5 separate regions of the Mus musculus genome follow, and all the other regions are linked to region 2. A link is a contact called in public promoter capture Hi-C and targeted proximity ligation data. All regions are on one chromosome and are shown on one strand. The core of a region is the stretch at or near the end of the contact, and the rest is flanking DNA. Distances in the headings are between cores, read along the strand shown.

What was found. Promoter capture Hi-C pulls out the DNA fragments that hold promoters and counts their contacts.
Region 1: a contact with region 2 is called in a promoter capture Hi-C map of liver, with 4 times the contacts expected there.
Region 3: a contact with region 2 is called in a promoter capture Hi-C map of liver, with 2.4 times the contacts expected there. A contact is called at or near these places in 4 of 39 promoter capture datasets (erythroid cells, liver and pre-B cells) and 1 of 130 datasets of targeted methods (pancreatic cancer cells).
Region 4: a contact with region 2 is called in a targeted proximity ligation map of pancreatic cancer cells. A contact is called at or near these places in 1 of 39 promoter capture datasets (pre-B cells) and 1 of 130 datasets of targeted methods (pancreatic cancer cells).
Region 5: a promoter capture Hi-C map of liver shows a contact between it and region 2, with 8 times the contacts expected there. A contact is called at or near these places in 4 of 39 promoter capture datasets (hippocampal neurons, liver and pre-B cells), 1 of 484 Hi-C or Micro-C datasets (CD4 T cells), 1 of 130 datasets of targeted methods (embryonic forebrain) and 2 of 9 other capture datasets (liver and pancreatic islet).

Annotation. Positions count from the first base shown.
Region 1 is chr19:6,908,441-6,911,140 of GRCm38.p6, reverse strand. Trmt112 (tRNA methyltransferase 11-2) reads right to left here and starts at 1,443. Exons shown (of 4, transcript NM_001166370.1): 1 at 879-1,443; 2 at 677-778; 3 at 468-557; 4 at 113-389. The coding sequence starts at 956. The coding sequence ends at 282. It overlaps Prdx5 (peroxiredoxin 5), which reads left to right and starts at 1,035. Exons shown (of 6, transcript NM_012021.3): 1 at 1,035-1,682. The coding sequence starts at 1,524. It overlaps Esrra (estrogen related receptor, alpha), which reads left to right. Exons shown (of 7, transcript NM_007953.2): 7 at 1-164.
Region 2 is chr19:5,116,857-5,119,556 of GRCm38.p6, reverse strand. Klc2 (kinesin light chain 2) reads left to right here and starts at 1,259. Exons shown (of 16, transcript NM_008451.3): 1 at 1,259-1,435; 2 at 2,125-2,363. The coding sequence starts at 2,136. It overlaps LOC115489018 (a long non-coding RNA gene), which reads right to left. Exons shown (of 2, transcript XR_003952889.1): 2 at 225-2,700.
Region 3 is chr19:6,933,071-6,935,770 of GRCm38.p6, reverse strand. Kcnk4 (potassium channel, subfamily K, member 4) reads left to right here and starts at 1,256. Exons shown (of 7, transcript NM_008431.3): 1 at 1,256-1,423.
Region 4 is chr19:3,999,303-4,002,002 of GRCm38.p6, reverse strand. Nudt8 (nudix (nucleoside diphosphate linked moiety X)-type motif 8) reads right to left here and starts at 1,423. Exons shown (of 4, transcript NM_025529.3): 1 at 1,156-1,423; 2 at 675-807; 3 at 298-375; 4 at 1-207. The coding sequence starts at 1,349. It overlaps Tbx10 (T-box 10), which reads right to left. Exons shown (of 8, transcript NM_001001320.1): 8 at 2,491-2,700.
Region 5 is chr19:6,234,547-6,237,246 of GRCm38.p6, reverse strand. It overlaps Ppp2r5b (protein phosphatase 2, regulatory subunit B', beta), which reads left to right and starts at 1,407. Exons shown (of 14, transcript NM_198168.3): 1 at 1,407-1,735; 2 at 2,148-2,614. The coding sequence starts at 2,416.

The DNA.
Region 1 (2,700 bases), core at 194-2,693, 1.8 Mb before region 2:
TATTTTTGGGTTTGGCCAGGGAGGCGCAGGGCCATGGGGCAAGCCAGGGCCCAGAGCCCTTGGCTGTACAGAGACTCTATTTTAATGTATATTTGCTGCAAAGAGAAACCGCTTTTGGTTTTGAACCTTTAATGAGAAAAAAAATATACTATGGAGCTCAAGTACACGGTGGTCGGTGAGTCACTGGGGGGAGTTTGGGGGTCACACATGACACGTCTATTTAACAGACCGTACAACAGAAACACACAGTCAACAAAATACCAAAGTGGCGGCTAGCAAGGTTACGTCTCAGTCTCCTCATCATTCAACAGCATATTGGGGATCCCGCGGCTGATGGGGAAAAGACGACCAGATTCTGGGCATTGCAGGGTGCCCTCCAGTACATCAACCTGCAGGGGAGCAGGACAAAGCTAAGCACCGGTAGCCTCAGTGGGAGGTCTGGGCAGGCGATGCCCAAGGATTCTCACCTCAAGCAACACGTGGTGCATCTTCCTCAAAAATGTCTCGTCGTGCTCATAGCCTTCAGTCGGCTCTTTGGGTACCTCGGCCAAGTTTAACTGTGGAAAGGAAGCGTACGTGGTCAGTGGGCACACGAACACCGAGGCCGTCCGGGCAGGGAAGAGGCTCAGAGCCTGAGCCCGCCCCCAAGGGGCGACAGAAGGGGCGGGGTCCTTACGGTGTCCGCTGCCTGCACAAGCGCCGCCCACTCCACTTTGGGGATCATCCGCGCCACGAACTCCGGGTTGAACTCCACGGGGTTGATGCGGACCTCAGTGGCCTGCGGGGGGGGGGGGGCGGTAAAAAGGTTTAGCGAGGTAGGTCCGGGTCCCGGAGGCTCCACCCTGAACTATATGGGCGATGAACCCTTGTGCAGTTACCTGCAGGCGCAGCGGGAAGCCACGCGTGCCCACGCCCCGCACATGGGAGCTTAGGAGATTGTGGGTGAGCAGTTTCATGTTGTCACAGCGGAGCGCGTGAGGCCGGAACCGGAAGGAGTCCACACTTCTCCTTTCTACCACTTCCGCTTTGAAGCCGTTGAACTCTTCGCCGGACCGGAAGTGGCCGACTTAGGGGACCTTTTGGGGGGCTTGGCGGCAGCCGAGATCGGAAGGACTGTGTTGGGTCACGTCCTGGTACCGGAAGCGTTTCTCGGGGAGACTGCAAAGGCTTACGCCGAATCCCGCTCGCTGAAGAGAGTACACACTATGCAAGTCACGTGTAAACCGGCTGCGTTACGGCGCAGGTAAAACGAACACATTTGAGGCTCAGCCAGATCATCCCCGACCTCTGTTTGCGGCTATGGGTCACGAACTGTCACGTCGGTAAACCAGGCACCTCTTTCTGCGATTGAAGAAGGTGTGCGAGCCCTGAGAGCCCCGCCGCGTCGTAGTGCGTCACGGCCCTGCCCCTCTAAGCCGGCGCTGTGGCTGCGACGTGGGACGTGCGGCGTGGGCGGAGCTGTCCCTGCATCCACCTCCTGTGGGCAGAGCCATCTGCGGGTGGGCTGCGGCAGCGGGGCGGGTATGCTACAGCTGGGGCTTCGAGTCCTGGGCTGCAAAGCCAGTTCTGTGCTCCGTGCATCGACGTGCTTGGCAGGCAGAGCAGGCCGGAAAGAAGCAGGTTGGGAGTGTGGCGGAGCCCGCAGCTTCAGCAGCTCCGCGGTGACCATGGCCCCGATCAAGGTGACCGGTTTTACCTTTCCTGGGTCCAGCCTATCGCGTCTCTTTGGGTTCCACGCGGGGTCTCGGGCTGTCCTCCTTGACGTTTCTTCTTGTCATGTTTTTTGTAAGACCCTGTCTCTGCTTCTCCGTCCTGGGACATTTCTTGAGCTGCCCTCTCACATCTATGCCACGTCCAGGGACAAGTCCCCACCATTTTCAAGCGACCGAATGCTATGTCATTTCCCACATTCTTAAAATGCCTCTTTTGCCGCTTGGCAGCTTTTCCAACCCTTTCCCCAAAGCCCCAGCACTTTTGTGATTGTACTAAACTCCATTTCATCTCATCTTTTGAAAGAGCCATGGTCCCTTGGGGACCTGGGTTGATCTTTTCCACTTCTGTTTCCACTCTATGTATGCTCACCCCGATCCCGCCCTTCTGTTTGATCTTTCTGGGAATTCTTGAACCTATCCCCTCTCCTGTTTTTGGACTTAATTTTTAGAGAAAGAGAGAGGGAGGGAGAGAGGAAGGGAGGGATGGAGGGAGGGAAGGAAGGGGGGGGGCACACAGAGACAGAGGTTGACTTACTATATAGTCTTGGCTGGCCAGGAACTTGGTGTGTAGACCAGACTGGCCTCAAACTCCTAGAGATCTGTCTGACTCTGCGTCCCGAATGTTAGGATTAAAGGCCCTTTATAAAAAGAAGAAAAAAGAAAAACTTTTAAACATGTACTTAGTGTGTGTGTTTGGTAACAGGCATGTGAGTGTGGTGGTCAGAGGACAATTTTCTCAGGAGTCAGTTCTATCTACCATGTCGCTTGTGGGGCTAGAGCTCAGTTGACCAGGCTTGGTGGTGGGCACCTTTACCTACCCACCTCAGCCTTCCTTTCCTCTTGTGGCTCTGAAAGCCCCCAGGTGGGCTGACACTTCCCACCGACCCCAAGAGCCTACATCCTGAACATTTTGGCTTACATAGCTAACCTGGTTTTCCAAAGTGTTTCTCCTGGTGTGTGGATAGGATTTTTCTTCCTGCCTGTTACC
Region 2 (2,700 bases), core at 10-2,509:
TCCCCTCCCCTCCGCACGCTTTGTAAGGTAGCCGTCTACTGATTGCTACCACATTCTCTATCTACCCCAGGCCCCAGCCAACAGGTGATGACCTACATTCCAGAAGGCAAAACAAGAAAAATGTTAGAAAGGCCGATGTTGTGTCAGCACCAAGTGGGTGTGGAGTAGAGATGGGAAGAGTACTGTAGAATCTAGTGGGATAGGGACCAAAGAGGCCGTCCTAGTTAGAGTTAATATTGCTGTGTGGAAACACAGTGACCAAAAGGGTTTATTTGGTGCACTCTTCATCCAGTGAAGGAAGTCAGGACAGGCACCCAGAGAGAACAGAACCCAGAGAAAGGAGCTGATGCAGAGCCCATGAAGGAGTGCTGCTTCTGGGCTTGCCCTCTGAACTTGCTCAGAACTGCCTTCTGGCCTCACCTACCCTGGCCTGGGCCCTCCCACAACAATCAGTAAGAAAACAGGTTTTCCTGCAGCCCGATCCTATGGCAGCATCTTCTCAGCCGAGATTCCCATCTGTTCAATGACCCTAGTTTGTGTCAAGTTGACATAAAACTATCTAGCACAGAGGTCTTTCCTTCCGAGTTGGTGACACCCAATCTGAGGCCCCCCAATGACACCACCACAATCCAAAGGCACTCGTCTGACCTCCTTATCTGGTCAGCAGTATCCACCCAGATATTCCCCTCAGGGGCGTGGATCTTCTCCCTTCTCCACCGACCTCCACACGCTCCTTCCCACCCAATTCTCCTTTTTAACCAGAAGCCTCCTTCTGTTCCCTCACAAAGCAAACCTAGATGCTGAGAATTCCCTACAGGCACAGTCACCTCCGAAGCCGGTAAGAGGTGCGTCTCTAGAGCGCGGAGGGGGCTGGGGGGTCAGATGTGTGAGAGGTGGGTAATGGCAACACCCACCTCACCAGCCCTTTGTGAGCATTAAGTCAATGCACTAAGACATCGACAAAAACACTTGACAGTCAATCAATGTGGACCGACTCGCTCTGGAATCTGAGGAGGTCGGCCTTCTTGCTCCTCAGTCACTCTGGTCCGGGGTCGGAGCTCCGCAGAGCGCACAGACCTGGAAGCTCTGGTCCGAGGGGGCGAGTCCAGCCACGCCCCTCTGCGTCCCGTCTGGGCTGGCCCCACCCCGAAGCCGGCCAGGCCTGCGGGGCCCCTTTAAGGCAGCGAGCTGGCCGGCTGGAGCGTGTTTCGCCCCCTCCGACGCCGCCGAGGTAGCGGCTTCACCTTTAAGGCGGCGCGGGGACTGCTGGGAAGGCCGGCGGGATGGAGGCAGCGAGACGAGCTCACGGTCGAGGATCCGGGTGAAGCGGGACAGGAGCAGGAGCCGGAGCCGGGCCAAAGCAGAAGGTGCAGGTCGGCGCCGGCCGGTTGGGCCGGGAGACCCAGTCAAGCCGGACAGTGAGGAGCGGTTGCAGGTCGGCCTAGAGGAGGAGTCGTCGTGGTCGTGGGCGCGGCCTGTGGGAGGACCCGACCGGCCCGCGGGGAGGGGGCGCGGTCCCGGGCTGGGGCTGGGAATCCGGCCTTTTCTAGGGAGGGTCTGCGGGCCTCAGGCCAGCCTGCGGGAGGGGTCGTTGTGGGCGCGGCCTGAAGAGACCTGTCCCGAAACTAAAGACCGCAGTCTCCCCGGAGCGGCGGGGGCGGGGACGGGGTGGCGGGGCTCGGTCGGCCCTGGGGGAGGGGCTCGTGGTTCCGCTTGCCCTGGGAAAGGGGCTGTCGCCAGGGCTGAGACCCAGTTGCCCGGAGAGCCTGTGGCGTCTGACTTGGGAACGCCTTGCAATGCCCTAGTGCTCTGTGTACCGATTAGGACAGTTCCGAATAACTCTCGAAGATGGGCTTTAGATCAACTGGCCTGAGCCGGTGGTCTGGGGCGGAATCGGGGTCCAGCCTCACTTCAGTCACACCGCATTGCGTCTCCCTAGGCTAGACGAGCCTGGCGCGCCCCCTGTAGGCCGCGTGCTGGCACGGCGAGGACTGCGGGCTGAGGGATCTGGACATCCATAGGGACCTAGGCGTCCGGGGACCTCCCGGTGTTTACCTAACTTGGGGTGGACGGCGGTGTGGCCCTAGGCCTGGCGTCCGCCTGCCCCACCCCTTGCCTCCACAGACGGCACGACCATGGCCACGATGGTGCTTCCTCGAGAGGAGAAGCTGAGTCAGGACGAGATAGTGCTGGGCACCAAGGCGGTGATCCAGGGTTTAGAGACCCTGAGAGGGGAGCATCGTGCCCTGCTAGCTCCCCTAGCTTCTCATGAAGCAGGCGAGGCCGAGCCGGGCTCACAGGAGCGCTGCCTCCTCCTGCGCCGCTCCCTGGAGGCCATCGAGCTGGGGCTTGGGGAGGCTCAGGTAGGTCAGTGTTGGGGCTGTGGTGGAAGATTACCCGAAGGGCCCTGGTGATGTAGGAACACCCTCAGCAAGGAAACACAAGTCTTTCAGAGCGTCACGTTAGGACAATAAGCAACGTTCAATGAATACACTTTGGAAATGCCAGCCCTGCGCCCTGCCCCAACGGGCACCCTTACCTCACACTGAGCTATGCCATTCAGGCCTCATTCTACCTAACAGACTGGGATGACAGAAGAAAGCAGAAATACTTTAGTAACCTCCCCTCACAATACAATTATGCATGAATTCATTAAGTTGTATAGCTTCTCACTTACTGTGTGCTGAGCTACAGTGTGTT
Region 3 (2,700 bases), core at 7-2,506, 1.8 Mb before region 2:
CCAGAGAGAACAGCAGAGGCTCAGACTTCAGCAGTAAGCTGGACAATCACTTTCGGATGGAAGCAGAATTGCTAACATTTTTAGGGCACTTAATTCTGTGTGCTAGGCTTTAAGCATTTATAAACGCTGACCTCAGCTGGGCAGTGGTGGTTCATGCCCTTAATTCAGCATTTGAGGGGCAGAGAAAGGTGGGTCTCTGTGAATTTGAGGTCAGCCTGAACTAGAGAGCAAGTTTCAGGACAGCTAAGGCTCCAAAAACAAACAAATAACAACGAAAAAAAGAGAAAGAACCAAAGTAAAAACCACTGACTTTGTATGTGTGCACAGGCATTGGTGGTTTGCCTACATGTATGTCTGTGTGAGGGTGTCCCAGACAGTAGTGGGTGCTGGGAACTGAACTCTGGTCTTCTGGAAGAAGAGCCAGTGCTCTTAAAGACGGAGCCATCTCTCCAGCCCCCAAATACTGACTTCCTAAATACTCAAAATCAGCACCCAGAGTTAAGTAATCACCCTTTTACTGTAAGTGGGAACTAGGGAGTTTGGTAACTCACCCTGACCCCCTATCATCTGGGTGGTCACTTAAACATACTGACAATTACCACAAAACCCAGTAATGGTAGGGCACACCTTTAATCCCAGCACTCTGGAGGCAAAGCAGGTGGATCTCTGAATTTGAGACCATCCTAGTCTACAAGACAGCCAGGAGTACACAGAGAAACCCTGTCTCAAAACAAAGCAAAACATCCCAACAACAAAAGTACTGACCACAATAGCATGGGATCTCTGAACGCTACAGGAGAGATTTTGTGGAAATCAGTAAAGAAATGTCTCGAGAAACCAAAAAAAAAAAAAAAAAAAAAAGGATATAAAGAAGAAGAAAGAAGGATAAAGACAGAAGAGGACCCGGCTTTAGCTGTTCAGAAAATGCTAGCACTCTTTCTGCTGGAATTGTCAGGCAGCAGATGGTTGGGGGGGGGGGGTGACCCCAGGGCCTGGAGGATCAGAGATGGGAATGCAGCCTGAGCAAGAGGTGCTCTATCAGTGACTTCCTAGAACTAGGACCCAACCCATTCAGCTGGTTAAATCCAGGTGGCCTCAAAGAGAGCTCCCCGTCTTCCACCCCCACATACCCTCTTCTCCCTGGGGGCCTCTCCCTCACAAGTGCTGAGCCCAAGGCCCAGACTATCCTCATGGGCGGAGAAACGAAGGCTCTTCCCAGTCCAGTAATAGACCTAGAAGATTCCAGGAGATGAGTGTGGCGGCTGTCCTGAGCCCCGGGCCAGCTGATGTCCAGGTTAGGGCAGCGTTGGGGCCCCAATCCCAGCCTGGAAGGTTGGACTTCACGTCGACCCTTCTCTGAGTCTTCTGCCACTCACTGGCCTGGACAAGACAGCATTGGGGAGCCCAGAGGCTGCAGGTGCAGGTAAGGGCTGGGTTCAAGGCGGTTGGTGGCGAGAGCCGGTGGCGAGGGTGCGGCACGTAGGGAGACGCAGCTCTGGTAGGGTTAAGCTCCCAAGGAGGGGGCTTTTGAGGGCGGGAGGAGGGGGGTCCTAGTCAGACGGCCGCCGGCGGCTCGGTCTCTGGGCTGCCGCCGGCACCTCCTTGGCTCAGCCCGCACACCCTCGAGGCGGCGCGGGAGACCTGGCCGCAGCCAAAGCCGCAGCCACAGAGTGGGCAGACAGTAAGTGCGGAGCAGGCGCGGGAATGTGGGCTGGATCTCAGGCCCTGGGAGCTGGGAGAAACCGGCAGGGCGGGACACTTCCCGCGCGTGGATGCCTTCCTCGAGTGGTGTGACCGTGCGTCCCGTCGCCGGTCACGCTCGGAGGCGTCGGCGTAAGGACGCGGGGGAGGTGGTGGGAGCAAGCGGCTGGCGTGCGGTGTCACACGGGTTCCGTGTGTGTATCTGTGTGTGTGTGTACGCGAGCGCGCGCATTCGTGCGCGTGGACCTCTAGGGTAGCTCGGCCCTGCGGGCACGCCCATGGTGGTTAGTTGTGCCAGGGTCTGCCGGAGCGTGGTGCAGTGCTATGCCTGCAGCCTGGGCAGCGCGCGGCTAGAGCTGCAGAATGGAATGTGGCTCAAAGATCTTTGTGGCACATGTAGCAGACTGTGTATATGTATGTGTGTGTGTGCCTGCCATCTCCCGCTGCCCCCTAAGTGACAGCTGTCCCGTGGGCTGCTGTATCCGTGCTGCCCTTCCCACCCTGTGCCTTGCTTCTTCTGGGAACTTTGTGCCCACTTTTCCTTTCCCTGGCTCTGGGCCTTGCCTATACCCTGCAGCCAGATCCGCCTTGGGGTTCCTCGAAAGCCCAGCGGGCGGGTGGGGACCCTGGAAGATCCCCGCCCGGTTGATCCCTGCTAGGCTGGAAGGCAGGAGGGGACAGATGCATCTGAGGAGGCTGCCACAGCCGCACTGAGAGAGCCAAGTATGGACCTGCTATTCCTGTCTCCAGTTCTGCAGGCTCCAGCCTCTTCCTATTTCCCCTGGAACTCCCTAGTCTTCCTTTGGTCTTCTCCAAGGCAGGCACCCTAATGCCTCACAAGTCCCCCATTTTCTCACTCACCCTGCCTGGCTTAGTGTTTTCTTCTTTATCCCACTCTCCTGATGGCTAGGCTCCGGAGGTAAGAGGGAGGCTGGAGGTGGGGGCCTAGGTGTTAGTACCTGGAACCAGAGGCTGTGTGGGGGTTACATCTATGGATAA
Region 4 (2,700 bases), core at 174-2,673, 1.1 Mb after region 2:
AACAGCTAGGGAGGGCTGGTAGAAGCCAGGGGCCAGCAGCTTCAGGGTGAGCTCAGTGATGACAGCTGTGAGGCCCCAGACACGGTGTGGTCCATGCAAGAAGACAGGCAGTGTGTAGCTGAAGTGGCCACCCTGGCAGAAGTGGGTATACCCCTGGTTCTGTGTCTGCAGCAAGTGGGCCAGAGACATCTCAAATACTTCATCCACCTGTAGGCAAGAAACAGAAAGAGGGTGGACAGAGGACTGCCTGTGAGTCCCCTGTTAGGACAGCCCAACTCCCCAGTAGTCACCATTCACCTCCTCAAGGTTGGGCCTAAGGCTCTGCAGATCCAGTGGGCCCACGTTGGCAAGTACTGGGACTATGGTTGCCTTTTCCTGGGTAGGAGAAGGGTGAAGAGTCAGAAGGAGCAAACTTAGGAAGCAGACCCTACCCTGCCATCCGGGTGTCTTGGGTAATCATGGTGAAGCCCTCCAGTTCCGGTCCTTGGTTTCTTGCCATGCTGCCTCACAGGTTCCCCTTACCTGTATACCGCCAGGAAACCTCCCACTTGCCACTCAAGCCTAGAGGGATGCAGCCTACCCTGCAAGCCTTCCTGGACCCTGTCCTGGACTGAGCGGGGCTGGCTTCCCCGGCCACTAGGGTTACTGATTGTGATAGGATGAGGGTGGCTCACCCGGTCATACACTGGCTGCAGGACACCCCACACGTGCTCCTTGGGCACCTCTAGGCCCAGCTCCTCCTGAGTCTCCCGAAGGGCCGTATGTATTACATCTTGGTCGTCGGGATCACACTTACCGCCTGGGAAACTAAATGGGCAGAGGGAATCTTGGGACCACAGGTCGTCAGGAGGCAGTTTAGCTCTCTGTGCCATTAGAGTAAGGGGGACAGGCACTGTGATATAGATTACGACATGAGGGTCTGGCAGCTGGCTAAGACTATGCTAGGGCTCAGACACCCCATGTCTGCCTATGGTGTCCCAGTGGTGCAGATATCGTCCCCGGGTGTTCTCAACTTCTGCTGAGGGCGAAGCCAAAGAAGGGGAGCCCCGGATCTCCTCTCTCCAGTCTACGGTAAGGGGCAGAGTCCTGTTTATGAAGGGAAAAATTCAGAGGGGTATGCGGGCCACAGGTAGTGCGCCGGCAAGGCCGGCGTACCTGACTTCCCCTTTGTGTCTCCCAACCAGGCGACTAGAACGCAGCGTGTAGAGCAACGCGGGGACCCCGCGCACGAGGCACAGCGGCACAAGCACTGCGGCCGCTGCGGGCCGCGAGCGTAACCGGGCAGTGGTCCGTGCTAGCAGCTGCCGGCAGCGCTGCTCGTCCTCCGCGGACAGGCCATCAGGCAGCATGTCCCAGACGTCCGGGACACAGTGGGGGATCAGCCCGCTAGGGAGGGAACGCCGCAGCGCGCAAGCTCCAGCGCGGGGCGGGGACCTAAGTGGGAGCCGGAAGGAGGCGTGGCTTCCCGGAGCCCGGTATGAGAGGCGGACAGGCCTGGGACTGCCCTTGCAAAGCCTCGGACGCCGGCGGTACGGAGCCTGCCCAGGTAGAGCCTCCGAGATGGACAAGGCAGTGGCTGCTGAAACCTCGGAGGCGTTCCAGACGAGGCCTGCTGATGCAGATCCTCGGAGACCTCGGGGGTGTGGCTTAAGGCGGGTTTTGCTGCTATTGGGCGACAGAGGGCATCTGGGGCGGAGTTTGCTAGATGAGGGCAGAAGCGGTTTTGTGTACAGGGACCAGAGCGCCACCTAAAGGAAAGACCTGGCTTAGAGCTGATGGAAGGCGTGTCCGGAAAAGCCGGCCAGCTTCGCTTGAGTTTCTTTCCAGGGACTTCCCTATCTGTGGCACAGTTGGTTTGGACTCTGTGTCTCCGGAACGCTTGAGTAACCTGAATTGAATGGGTCCTGACTTCGGGTTCGGGAGTTGGGATGTCTGGCTGCTGAAGATCTTCTGGGCCCCTTTTCTCTCGTCTCCTGGGTGTCCGTGCTTTCCAGAACGTCTCACAGGAAGAGCTCTGGGTCGGAGCACAGTCGGAGTCATCAGGTGCCTCTGGGCGCCCACTCCAAGAGAACGAAGAGTACGCGCCTCCCTCAGCCTTATTCCACCAGACTACCGAGAGGACTTCAACCTGGCCTTTTACCTCTAGTTCTCCAAGTATACACCCATCCCTACCTTGGCCTGTGTGATCCCTATCTATCATATTAGGCACACTTCGATGACCCCCGGCTCTCAGAACCAGCCTTAGAGCATCGCATTTAAATAGAATGATGAGTGTCAGCTGTACTTTGCTGTGTGACTGTGAGCCGAAACCTCTCTGAGCTGCTTCCATCCTTATATGGGTGCACAAAATAGGGGACACACCAGGTTAACCGCAGCCTTGCTGGTGTAGCCAGTTATCATCACCCTGTGCTCTGGGTACAGCTTTTGGAGACTTATAAAGGTGATGGGATTGTCTGGTCTGGGAGTTCCTGTGGACAGAAGTACTGTGACTGCTGTTGCCAAGCAGTTTAATGTGGGGGAAGGACATTCGAAGCAGGATTTAGAGGAGGCATCCTCGAGGCAGCAGGGCATGATTCAGGGCTTTTGAGTAGGAAGTAGGCCTGATTCCAAGGCTGGCAGGCCCCAGACTGACTTTGAGGCAGGAACCCACTGCTGTAGAGCTTCCAGTTGTGCTGCTCGCCTTAGGAGATGTCTTACAGA
Region 5 (2,700 bases), core at 158-2,657, 1.1 Mb before region 2:
GGCAGCCTGGCCTGAACACTGCAGCCGAGAGTCTGTGGAGAGCACTACCTTGTCACAGGCAGCAAGGCGTCCCTCCTGCCTTGGCCTCTGGGTTCTGGTCTGGCGGGAAGAGGCTCTGTGGGTCTGGCTTTCCCGGCTTATTATTAGGGAGTAAGGGGGAGGGAAGCCATGTCTGAGCCCTGGAGGTGGGCCAAGTGGTAGTTTAGGGGTTCCTGTTCTGTCTGGCAGGTGAAGAACAGAGCAAAACGGGAAGTGAAGATCTGCTATCTCTGAGCAAAGGGAGTACTGTCTCTGGGTAGCCATCGCTTGATCTGGGTACCCATCCATTGAGGTGCTAGACTCTAGAACAGTGTCCTCGATACAGGCTTTGGCTGTTTGTTGCTCTAAGGTGGGCACTTCTTAGGTAAACAGACTTCTTTTGCAGCACTAAGTGATCACCAGGGTCCATAAATGGGTGGGGCCAAAAAGCACCCCAATTCCCCCAACCTCATTGCTCTCTCTCTCCTGCTGCTCAGCAAGGACCAGTTTGTCACCTAGGTAAAACTTCAGGATAAAGGTCTCACAGTCATTGTAGGGAATAGAGTGTTGGCGACCAGGTACTATGAAGGGAGCCCGGGACTGCAGGCTGGGAACTTTTGGCCAGAATGCCAAACTCTTGGAATACAGCTGAGCCTTTGATACCCAGCAATGGGGTTTTGATCAAGAACTCCCCACTCTCCAAGGCACATCTTGGCACCAGAGGAGCTGGGAGGTACTGTGCCTTAGGATGGGGGCAGCTCCAGGGTAGCACCTTCTGCCCTCCTTGCTTTGGCATCCCAGGGCTGTCCCTTTAAACTACAGACCATGATGTCACCATGGACAGTAAGTGACAGGAGGGGCACTGCAGGCCGGGAGAATGGACTTCATTTCCCAAGAGCCTCTAGTGAACCACACCCCTCCCAGCAGGCGCTAACGCAAACCCGACTGTTAACCCCTCCAACGCCGGATGCAAGGGGTTTTGTAAGTGTCCGGCTTCAATCTGGGCTGAGTATGAGGAGAGAGGATGGCCTGAGGGACAGATGGCTCAGACCAAATTGTGGGCCTGGCACATCATGCTAGGTAGGACTCTGTCTTGCATTAGCAGGTTCCAACACCGAGTCCTTTTCTTTCCCTACACAGTGTCCCTTCCAGAATTCGGGAGTCCAGTTCTGAGCTGGACTCTGCCCCAGTCTGCTTGCAGGTTTTAAAATCCTCAGCTTTTCTCGGAAGTACTGAGTTCCTCCCCTAGCTCCGAGGTTACCCGTAAAGTTCGGTTGCTTCCTTTAAGCAGGGTGGGGACTACATTTCCCAGAGGCCCCGAGTCCTCCCTGACGCAGCCCCCCCTAGCGGAGGGAGGTGCGGGCCGGGAGGGGGGGAGGTGACTTGATGTCATCCTGAGCAGCTGGGCGGCGGGTGCCGGTGCGCAGCGAGCCGGGGCTCCCGCTGCGCTGCACCGCGCTGATCTGAGTCCCGGGATATCTGCCGAGGGTCGCGTGCTGCCGGGGCCCAGCCCAGAGCCCACCGAGTGCCCGACCCCTTTTGGGGCTGAGCTGGGGGCATGCTCCAGCACCCCCAGAGCCTGGGAGCGAACCCAGGAGCGCCGCCGCCCAGCCCCAGCGCCCCGAGCGGCAGAACCACCGCTAAGGACCCTTGAACCGTCGTCTCTTCCACCGAGGCAACCTCTAGGGTCGGCGACCAAAGTCTGGGTTTCTGAGAAGTGAGTGTGTACCCCAATACCACATTGAGGTTTGGAGACCAGGAAGGAGCGGGATATGAGGAGAGATGCTAGGGTCTGAAAGGGGGTGCACGAGAACAGGACCCTCATTTTTTGGGTGAGTGCACTGAGACAGGAGACATTAGTGGAGCTGGAGTCACACTGCTGTAAGGATCTGGGGATGCTAATAGAGTCCCCATCCTGAGTAGTAGCCATAGGCCGTATTTGGGGAGGGGCTACTTTAGAGCTTGGGCCTGGAAGAAGGGAGGGGCATGGTTGCGCCCTTGTTTTGGGGTCTAGCGAGGGAAGGAGGGAAAAGAAGTAAGGGAGCAACTGCACCACGCGGGCTGTCTTTGGAAAGAACCGACCTGCTCTCTGTGTCTCTCCTGCTGACCTTTCTAACCTGACTTCTCAGAAGAGCCAGCGTGGGAACCCTGACTGGAACTCTTCTGGATCCCCAGGAAAGACCTGAGCCATTGCCTTTCTACCTTACCTGCCCCCCCAGGACTGGGCAGTTGCCAGAGGCCCTGGGGGGGTCAGGACTGTGGCCGTGCCTCCCCCACCCCCTGAAACATGCTGGACAGGATGGGTCCCAGTTAGTGTGTGTGGCCTCATTCAACTTACTCCAGACCCACAAGGAGCCCCCTGGGCTCTGAAAGATTGACCCGTGTTGTCCACTGGCCATGGAGACGAAGCTGCCCCCTGCGAGCACCCCCACAAGCCCCTCCTCCCCAGGGCTGTCTCCAGTGCCACCACCAGACAAGGTGGATGGCTTCTCCCGCAGGTCCCTCCGCAGGGCCCGGCCCCGTCGCTCACACAGCTCTTCTCAGTTCCGCTATCAGAGCAACCAGCAAGAGCTCACTCCACTGCCCCTGCTCAAAGGTGAGCTGTTGTTGGTTGCCAGGGTACCCAGAAGGAAGCAAGGTAGGGGAGGACCAAGGGAGAAGCAGAGGTCTGGTAGAGTTTGG